3 separate regions of the Mus musculus genome follow, and regions 1 and 2 are each linked to region 3. A link is a contact called in public HiChIP or PLAC-seq data. All regions are on one chromosome and are shown on one strand. Each heading gives the region's core, a stretch centred on a gene start, on an enhancer-like site or on the middle of the called end of the contact. The rest is flanking DNA. Distances are from core to core; before and after follow the strand shown.

Region 1 (3,044 bases), core at 137-2,636, 2.5 Mb before region 3:
CCAGGCCTGGTTCACTGTAAAGGTCTGATAGATGTAAATTTTTTATTTTATTTTATTTTTTTGTTTTTCGAGACAGGGTTTCTCTGTGTAGCCCTGGCTGTCCTGGAACTCACTCTGTAGACCAGGCTGGCCTCGAACTCAGAAATCCGCCTGCCCCTGCCTCCCAAGTGCTGGGATTAAAGGCATGCGCCACCATGCCTGTCAGATGTAGATATTTTAGGAAGCCTTTTAAACCCTAGATGCATGTAGCCTGTTGAACAGGGTTCTTCTTGAGAGTTCTCATATGTCCATTTCATATTTCTTTAGGTTCCTGATTTACCTGAAGAACCATCAGAAACAGCTGAAGAGGTACGCCGCCGTTTCTCTTAACTCCCTTTCCTTTGTCTGACATCAGGCAAGTCCTGCCTCCCCATGGACATGGGGAGAAGAGCGGGTTCCTGGCAGTTGCCTTGGAATCAGGTCTGAGCTTGGCATCAGATAGATGCTCAGCTGAGTGCTGCTGTGTGGGAGGGTACAGCCCGGCTTACTGCTAACAGCAGTACTGACACAGGCTTCCCTGTAGTCCTCTACTTAAGATGCAGCCTGCAGCTGCTGGTGCAGTTAGAGAGAGGTCTGCTGTGGCTGGGCTGGGACAGGATAGATTCTGCACCTGCCTGTCACCGTTTGTCTTTTCTGCTCCTGGCTGGCTTAGTTACAGATGACGGTCTGATGCAGGGGACCATGTGCCTTTAGAACCATGAAGTTATTAGTCAGCATGCCTAGAAAGAGAACTGTCTGCATCCCATGAAGTTTAGCATCCATTAGACTCCTAAGAAAACAGCTTTTGAAGCAGCCATGCATGTTACTACTTTGGAAAATCTGAAGCTTTCTCACAGATAAAGATAATTGAGAGCAATCCAGATACGGAATCCCCAGGAGAAAGACATTTGTGTGTGTGTGTGTGCCTGCAAGAGTTTGTGCCCCACACGAGTGCAGGTGCCCACGGAGGCCAGGGGCGGTTGTTAGATTCCCTAGGACGGGGTTGCTGGCGGTTGTGAATCACCTGATGTGGGTGTTGGCAACTGAACCCAGGTCCTCTGCAGAAGCAGCACATGCTCTCCAGCCCCTTTAAAATACACACAGTTTTTTCTTTTAGATTTTATTGTGGAGTTCTCAAGGGTCCTGCCTGTGGTTTAACAATAGAGGCATGGGGACATCTGTAGAGTATAAGGCTTGTTTGCTGAGGGCAGGCCTCAGCTAGCCCATCTGACTTAACCTAACTGCCCCACCATTACACCTCTGCACGTGGCTCTCCTTGCTGTACGTCCTTGCTCTTCTCCTGATGAGCAAGCCTCCGTCTCTGACTTTCTCTCTCTCCAGTGGTTCTGCCCCAGCTCCAGCAGCTAGCTCTTTATTATGCAAAAAGTCACATTTATTCATTCCATCTGAACCAAGCAGCCCCAGGACAATGCCTGGTCCATCTCTCTGTTGCCTTTTGGCATTAAGGGCTAAGTGGCTTCCCCTGCTGCAGCCTGCCTTTTGGGGCAGGTATGAAAGTGACAAATATTTACATATTCTGCTATCCTGGAGTAGAAATTAACAATTGAGAAAACAGGGACACCTTTTTTTTCTTTAAGATTTATTATTATACGTAAGTACAGTATAGCTGTTTTCAGACACACCAGAAGAGGGCGACAGATCTCATTACGGATGGTTGTGAGCCACCATGTGGTTGTTGGGATTTGAACTCAGGACCTACGGAAGAACAGTCAGTGCTCTTAACCGCATGAGCCATCTCACCAGCCCAGGGGCACCTTTCTTATTCAGTTGATAAGATATCCCCAAATCATTTGATATGTATGAGTGTTTTGCCTGAATATATGTCTGTCTGTCCACCACATGCATGCCCATTATCTTAAGACTATTATTGCTGTGAAGGGACACCATGACCTTGGCAACTCTATAAAGGAAAACTTTAATTTGGACTGGCATACAGTTCCAGAGGTTTAGTCCATTATCTTTTTTAAAAAAAAATTTATTTTTTTATTATATATAAGTATACTGTAGCTGTCTTCAGACACCCCAGAAGAGGGCATCAGATCTCATCACGGATGGTTGTGAGCCACCATGTGGTCGCTGGGATTTGATCTTGGGAAGAGCAGTCAGTGCTCCTAACCAGAGCCATCGCTCCAGCCCTGTTTAGTCCATTATCATCGTGGTGGGAAACATGGCAGCATCCAGGCAGACATGGTACTGGAGATGGAGCTGAGAGTTCTACATCTTGATTCATAGAAAACAGAAGACTGTGTCACTGAGTGTAGTGACACACTTCCTCTAACAAGGCCACACCTCCTACTAGTATCACTCCCTATGGCCAAGCATTCAAACACATGCGTCTATGGGGCTAACTATTCAAACCACCACACCTGTGCATGTCCAAAGAGTGCATCATAACCCTAGGGTTGGGGTTAGTTTGTCAGCTGCTATGTAGGTGCTGGGAATTGAACTTGGGTCTTCTGGGAGATCAGCCAGTGTGCGTAACCATCTCTTCTACCTACTTACACATTTTTTTTTTTTTTGAGGTAGTTTCATGTAGTCAAGGATGTCCTCAGACCCACTGTGTAGTTGCAGATCATCTTGAGCGTCTGGTCCTCTTGGCTCTACCTTTGCAGCTAGGAAGGAACTGCTTGTACCACCATATGTGGTATAGAGTTAGGTCCTGGTTCTTCTTCCTAGCCACATGCTCTCAGAAATAAGACTCAGACTCAAAAGTATATTTATATATACCTTGGCCATACAGCTAGGCTCTACTCTGAGTAGATCATAGCTAAAATAACCCAATTATTTTAACCTACATTCTGTCACGTGACTGCATTCAGCTACCATGCATCCTTCTCCTTACCTCATCCCAGGTGGATAGCCAGTCTGGCTCTATCCCAGAATCCTTTGTCTCCTGGGTGCTCTACCCTCCATTTCCATTTCCTGCCCAAGCTATAGACCCTATGGCTTTTAAATTGACAGGTGGTGCATCCATATAGTACACATGATGCTCTCTCCAGTGTGGT
Region 2 (3,231 bases), core at 329-2,828, 2.7 Mb before region 3:
TTCCTTCCTAACTAACTTTGGAGGGTGATGAGGGCAGCGTATCATTCAGGGACTCCATGTGTAGCCCTCGGTAGCCTGGAACTCAAGGGAAGGTTAAGTTAGCTTTGAACTTGAGGACATTCTCCTGCTTGCCTGCCTGCCTCTCAGTCCTGTTTATAGCCATGTGCCATATTAACTGTATTTTCACGAATGAGGTCATTCGTTTGAAGTTAGTATTCCTTGTAACCACTGTTGTATCATGTTTTGTGGTAGTGTTCAGTTTTAGTTTTCCTGCCTGCTTGTTTTCACAATGTCAAGAATGGAACGAAGGTTTTCAGGCTAGGCAAGTGCTCTCTGCCTTTGAGTTAGTTACATCCCCAGCCTTCTTTCGACAGGGTCCCTCTGTATAGCCTTGGCTGTCCTGACACGGAGGCTCGCCCTGTAGATTAGACTGGTTTTGAACTCAGGTGCACTTGCCCCTGCCTCCCAAGTGTTGGGATTAAAGGCAGGTGGTTCCACCACCCAGAAGAGACCCAAGGGTAGGGAGCCCAATCCGATATGACCATTATCCTTAGGGAGGAAGGGAGGGGGAGGGAGGGATGGAGAGTTCTGTGGCATGTAGAGAGAAGCCCCTATGTGTGCATGGGAAATGGCAGCCCTCTGTGTGTAGGAGGGGTCCCAGGAGAATCAAGCCTGCCAGGCCTTGGCCTTGGTTGTCCATCCGAAAGCCCGTGAGACAAATAGATTGTTGTTTGCACAGATTGTTGATGTCGACTAGCATGTCAGGTGATGAACTGAAGACCCCCATCCCTTATAACTCCATTCTAATCATCTCACTTCATTGTGGGCTTGCTTTCTCAGATACAAAATGCCAATTCTGATTAGTCACCCACAGGCTTACTGCTGTATGTAAGAAGTGGCCACGTAGGCAGCCCTCTGTGTGTGTGTGTGTGTGTGTGTGTGTGTGTGTGTGTGTGTGTGTGTGTGTGTAGAACCATGTGTGTTGTGTGCCTTTGCTCCTGCAGTTGTCTGCCTTTGGACACTCACCATTAAGCAGCTAGAGGTGCTATTGGAATTCTTTTTTTTAACACGTCATGGATTTGCTTTTGTACTTTAAAATCTCATAGTTGCTTGCTGCCAGCAAGATGTAGAAGCAGCTACGCGCAGTAAGAAGCCGGTAAAAGTGTGCGTGTACGCCCGACACGTGTGTGCACGTGCCAGTGGAAGCCAGGGGGAGGGTATCAGATCCCTTGGAGGAGCAGGCGTCTTTCGAGCAGCTTGTGAGAGCTGGAGAACGAATTCAGTCAGGTTCTGGAAGCCAGAGAGTGCTCTTAACTGCTGAGCCAGCTTCCTAGTGACCTGCCCCAGGATGTACAGTCTTGTGTGCACTTCAGCATATGCCAGGATTTACGCAGTATAGTCATACTTGTCATCGTGCATATGGAATTGAATAGAATAAATGCTTTTCAGTCTAGACTGCAGTGTGCCTTACATTGCAGTGCTCCTAAAGGCAGAGGCAGCCAACACCTAAAAGGGCCTTTGTTTGCTCAAATTACACAGGCCTCCTTTCTTTCTTTAAAGACAGGTTGGCCTTAACCTCTTTTATGTGCCTGAAGCAATGACCTTGAACTCCTGGTCTTCCTGCCTCCACCTCCCAAGTGCTGAGATAACCGTTCACCGCCACCATGTTTTTTGTAGTTCTGGGCATTGAGTCTTCTGCTGACTGAGCGCCATCCCTGGCCCTCAATTCCATCTTGAGCAGATTATAAACAGACTCTGTAGCAATCCTCCGCCCGGGCTTTCAACCCTAGGGGTGCAGGAGTCTGTGGGATCTAAGCTGGGGCTGAGTATGTGTGTGAAACCTATAGTTTCTCTCCGTGAAACCTACAGTTTGTTAACCAGAACGGCTAGGCCAGTAACCGTCACGTATCCCCTGACTCAGCTTCCCCAACACTGGACTACAGGCACAATCCCCTGTGCCTGGCCTGGCTTTCTGTGTGGATGCTAAAACTTGAATTCCCGACTGACCAAGCTGTCCCGCCACCCTTTACCTCTGGATTGTTAGGCACACAGTTGTATTTGGGAATCATCAGTAGGCCAAGGAATTGAACAGCCTTTACTCTCCTAACTTCCCTCTGCCCTTGCAGCCTCCATGGCCTTCGACTGGAGTTTCCCATTCACTCAGCCCTGTCCGAGTCTCCCAGCTCACGGGATCCCGGGAAAGTTTAGGACAGCGCAGTCCATAATAGTGTGGGGCTGGGGCTGGGGCTGGGGCTGGGAGCCTCCCTGTCTGAAACCCAAACTGACCAGGAAACAACTCTGCTGGTCTCCCTGAGCAGCAACACAGACTGCCATTGCAGTCTCTCTAAACATTCGTCTGTCCAGATGCTTGTCCCGACAGTGTGCTGGGTGCAGTGCCAGTGCCATGACCTCCTGGAAGGTAGGAACAGGGCAGGAGAACTATCTACCTGACCAAGTGGGCAGGAGATAGGATGCAAAGAAAAGATACTGACTCGCAGGTTTGCAGGGGGCTGAGAGCTGAGCCGTGGATTCTGGAAGCAGCTTTGGGGTTGATATGAACTTTTCCTCTGGTGATGAAAAATCTGAGTGTTTCCTGTGACAACCTCTGTCGTATGTGCATGTGATGTATGTGTGTGTACACACTTTTGTACAGGTGAATGCAGAGGACAGAAGTTCTTTCTCTGTCACTGGCCACCTTAGTTTTAAAAAGCAGGGTCTGACTGAACCTGTAGCCCAGCGATTGGCTAGACTAGCTGGGCAGCAAACCTCGGCAGCTCCCGACTGCAGCCCCTAGAGGCCAAGACAGGAAAACCAACGACTTGGGGGCCAGCTTGGGCTAAGGTATGAGGTGTTCCTCACCCCACCCCAAACAAACAAACAAACAAAAGAGGGCTGAGAGGAAATGTCATAGGGGGTTAGAAGCAGCTGGGAATGGGGAGGAAACATTTTGGTGCATGTGGAAGCCAATGGTGCAGATGTTCCAGGACAGCCTGGGGCACAAGAGCCCCTATTTTAACCCCACGTTCCCCTAAACCTCAGATGGCGGATAGAGGCCCCCTGTGGCAGTACTGCAGGAGGTAAAGAGATGTAGCTTTCAGCTTTTCTCTTTGAGAGCCCTGTCATGGGACTCAGGCCTGGGGAATCCATCCTTCCTGAAAACAGCTTGGACCGGCTGAGTTCATGACAGTCACAGGAACATGACACTGGTCCTCACCCCTTTGCCTCTTCCCC
Region 3 (2,948 bases), core at 102-2,601:
CTGCGCAATGAGGGGCGTAGGAGAAGGCTTGCACTTTCCCTGGTCTGACTCTCTGTTTCTACATATTAGGATATGGATAAACTGAATACTGACAGTGAGGAAGACCAGGATGATGAATCCTCCAATGATGAAGAGGCTCATAAGGCTAAGCACAAAGGCAAAGCACCCTTGAAAGGACCTTTACGGAAAAAACGGGCCTATGTGGAAATAGAGTATGAACAGGAGACAGAGCCCATGGCCAAAGTCAAAGCCACATGAGTTCCCTTCACACTGGCAGCTGTGCTCTTGTGTGTTCTGTTTCCTAAAGTATTTATATTGTTAATATTTATGTCACTTCAGTGGAGCCGAAATCTGGAGTGAGTATGAAGAGCCTTGAGTTGAGAGGCGTATTTTTATAACACATGCTGTAACAGCTTGAGCCCAAGGAATCTAACAGATGAATTCCTGGAGCTGGAATGGCACTGGCTGTAAATATTTCTAAATTACTTAGAAATGTCAGGATTTCAATTTTTTTCTCACTCAACTTTTCTTATGTGGACAAATAGAAGAGATAAAAATTTCAACTTATAATATTTTAATACAAAAATAGATTTTTACCCCCATAACTACATCCATGTGATCTGGGATAAGGAGAGCGGCCTTTCCTGCTGGTTAGTCACCTTCAGTGTCATCGCCAGGAGAATCTGCAGAGCCCTGCTGCACCTTCCTGATGCAGCTCACCACTGTGCTGTCTTCACAGGATACTGCAATTTTAGCCAGAAGACCCTGAAACATGAGAGCAAACGGGCATTGATTTCTGTAAAACCTGTTTCCCCACAGCCTTTATTCTTTTGTCACATACTCAAAAGATGAGAGACTGCATGGCCCTAGGGGAGGGTGCCTCCATCAGAACAGGTGTTAACTGAGAACTGTCCCATGCTTGTAAGTAGTGGGCTGGCTCGGAAGAACCTCCTTCATTCTAGCCAAAACAACTCCAGGTGGACCTTTGGCTGGAAAACAGACCAACACAAGGGCTGCCGTGCGATGGCCAAATAAACTGAAAAACAGCAAGCCATGCTCTAGCTCTACATATTTTGGGGTATGGATTTCTTTTCATGTTCCTTTAAACTGGAGACTTCTAATTGTGGTAAAAATGAGAAATTAGTCTTTTTGATTTTCATATAAATACACATAGACACCACAAACTATGGTCTTGAGAATTCTGTGGAATATAAAACCAAAGGAAGAATTTCCTACTAGTTAAGTATATGGAAAATGGGAGCTCGCTCAGTGGGATGGACATGAGGAGCCGAGTTCAACCCATGGTTAAAACTGGAGTCATCAGTGAGAAGCGTGCACTGCTAATCTCAGCGGGAGGGAGGGAGGGAGGGAGGACTAAGCAGGCAGATCCTAGGGCTTCCTAGGCGGCGAGCCAGCCAAGCCTCCGAACAAAATAGGTGTCCTGTCAGTCTCAAACCTGAATTTTATAAAGTCTTTGTAGCTTTTGCTTGTTCGTTTTGAGCCTCTTTTTGCTCCAAATGGTTAAATAGCATTAAAAGAGCTCAGCCAAGCCGGGCTTGGTGGCGCACGCCTTTAGTCCCAGCACTCGGGAGGCAGAGGCAGGCGGATTTTTGAGTTCCAGGCCAGCCTGGTCTACAGAGTGAGTTACAGAACAGCCAGGGTTATACAGAGAAACCCTGTCTCAAAAAAAACAAAAAGAAACTAAATAAATAATAAAATAAAAGAGCTCAGCCTTCGTACCAGAACTTAAGAGCCCTGGGGTAAGACCTAACACCCTCTAAGCTCATAGCCAACTTAGTTGGGCATACAAGGAGTGAATTACAATCAGTCGCTGGCATTACCTAGGACAGTAAAGCCAACTGACACAGCTGCAGATGCTTGCTTGCCTTACCTTCACCTGCCCCTGGGAACAGTGGTCCAGGAGAATCAGGCAGTCTGTGGCTTCCTGGAGCATTGTACTCTTAGCGGCCTCGGTTGTGGGGATCGTATCCCTCGATATATCACATATGAGTTTCAGGAGAGCCTTCAGTAAGACCACAACTCTGCAGGGAATTCTAGAATTGGGAAGAAAAGACTTCATACTCCAAACTGGAATGTTAAACTTAGGAGACTTGGACCAGGCATGGGAAAACTGAAGTCAAATGTTTGCTATCTCATTGCTGAAAACAAGACCAAACAGACTGCAGATCATTAGCCCCAAAGTTCCTGTTATTTTTACAGCACTCTGCCTGTATGCACACATTGGGATGTTAAAGAAACAGGTCAGTCTGCCAGTTTCAGAGCAGCCAGGGCTACAGTGAGACCCTATTAGCAAAAACCAGAAAACCTGTTTCCTGCCAAGGCTTGATTCCCCAGCATGAGCTGAGAATGAAGAGTCAGGATCTCTCCTGTTCAAGCCTCCCCCCACACACCCTTTTTCAAAATCAGAGGTAAGGAAACAGCTGGCAGTCATAGAACTTTACGCCTGGATTTAAAGTGTCTGCAGGTAGTGAGCGATACATGCTCATAATCCCAGCATGTGGCAGCACACAGACAGGAGGATCTAGAACTTGAGCTTTCCTATAGAGCAAACCTTGCCTTAAAAGAGAAATCAGCGGGGCCCAGCAAACACAGAAGTGGATGCTCACAGTCAGCTAATGGATGGATCATAGGGCTCCCAATGGAGGAGCTAGAGAAAGTAGCCAAGGAGCTAAAGGGATCTGCAACCCTATAGGTGGAACAACATTATGAGCTAACCAGTACCCCGGAGCTCTTGACTCTAGCTGCATATATATCAAAAGATGGCCTAGTCGGCCATCACTGGAAAGAGAGGCCCATTGGACTTGCAAACTTTATATGCCCCAGTACAGGGGAACACCAGGGCCAAAAAGGGGGAGTGGGTGGGCAGGGGAGTGGGGGTGGGTGGATATGGGGGACTTTTGGTATAGCATTGGAAATGTAAATGAGTT

Evidence for each region. HiChIP or PLAC-seq counts read pairs in DNA pulled down with a chosen protein or histone mark.
Region 1: a contact with region 3 is called in an H3K27ac HiChIP or PLAC-seq map of embryonic stem cells, with 10 times the contacts expected there. The contact joins two enhancer-like sites. A contact is called at or near these places in 3 of 39 promoter capture datasets (cranial neural crest, embryonic stem cells and frontonasal cranial neural crest), 7 of 115 datasets of contacts at active chromatin or transcription factors (embryonic forebrain, embryonic stem cells, large pre-B cells and 1 more) and 1 of 9 other capture datasets (adipose tissue).
Region 2: an H3K27ac HiChIP or PLAC-seq map of embryonic stem cells shows a contact between it and region 3, with 5 read pairs. The contact joins two enhancer-like sites. A contact is called at or near these places in 2 of 39 promoter capture datasets (cranial neural crest and embryonic stem cells) and 1 of 115 datasets of contacts at active chromatin or transcription factors (embryonic stem cells).

The regions. Positions count from the first base shown.
Region 1 is chr8:33,623,628-33,626,671 of GRCm38.p6, reverse strand. It overlaps Ubxn8 (UBX domain protein 8), which reads left to right. Exons shown (of 8, transcript NM_178648.2): 6 at 307-348. Among named protein-coding and RNA genes, the nearest start is that of Ubxn8, 17 kb to the left of the region's middle. Within about 2 kb of position 1,386, at least 38 of the 459 cell types and tissues checked have an H3K27ac peak or open chromatin away from gene starts, as enhancers often do. A contact at or near this core is called in embryonic stem cells, where this site is marked.
Region 2 is chr8:33,828,143-33,831,373 of GRCm38.p6, reverse strand. The region is part of intron 5 of Rbpms (RNA binding protein gene with multiple splicing); the gene reads left to right. Among named protein-coding and RNA genes, the nearest start is that of Smim18, 82 kb to the right of the region's middle. Within about 2 kb of position 1,578, at least 16 of the 459 cell types and tissues checked have an H3K27ac peak or open chromatin away from gene starts, as enhancers often do. A contact at or near this core is called in embryonic stem cells, where this site is marked.
Region 3 is chr8:31,157,699-31,160,646 of GRCm38.p6, reverse strand. Tti2 (TELO2 interacting protein 2) reads right to left here. Exons shown (of 7, transcript NM_144927.3): 6 at 1,892-2,054; 7 at 558-765. The coding sequence ends at 652. Mak16 (MAK16 homolog) reads left to right here. Exons shown (of 10, transcript NM_026453.3): 10 at 70-1,179. The coding sequence ends at 258. Among named protein-coding and RNA genes, the nearest start is that of Tti2, 8.9 kb to the right of the region's middle. Within about 2 kb of position 1,351, at least 4 of the 459 cell types and tissues checked have an H3K27ac peak or open chromatin away from gene starts, as enhancers often do. A contact at or near this core is called in embryonic stem cells, where this site is marked.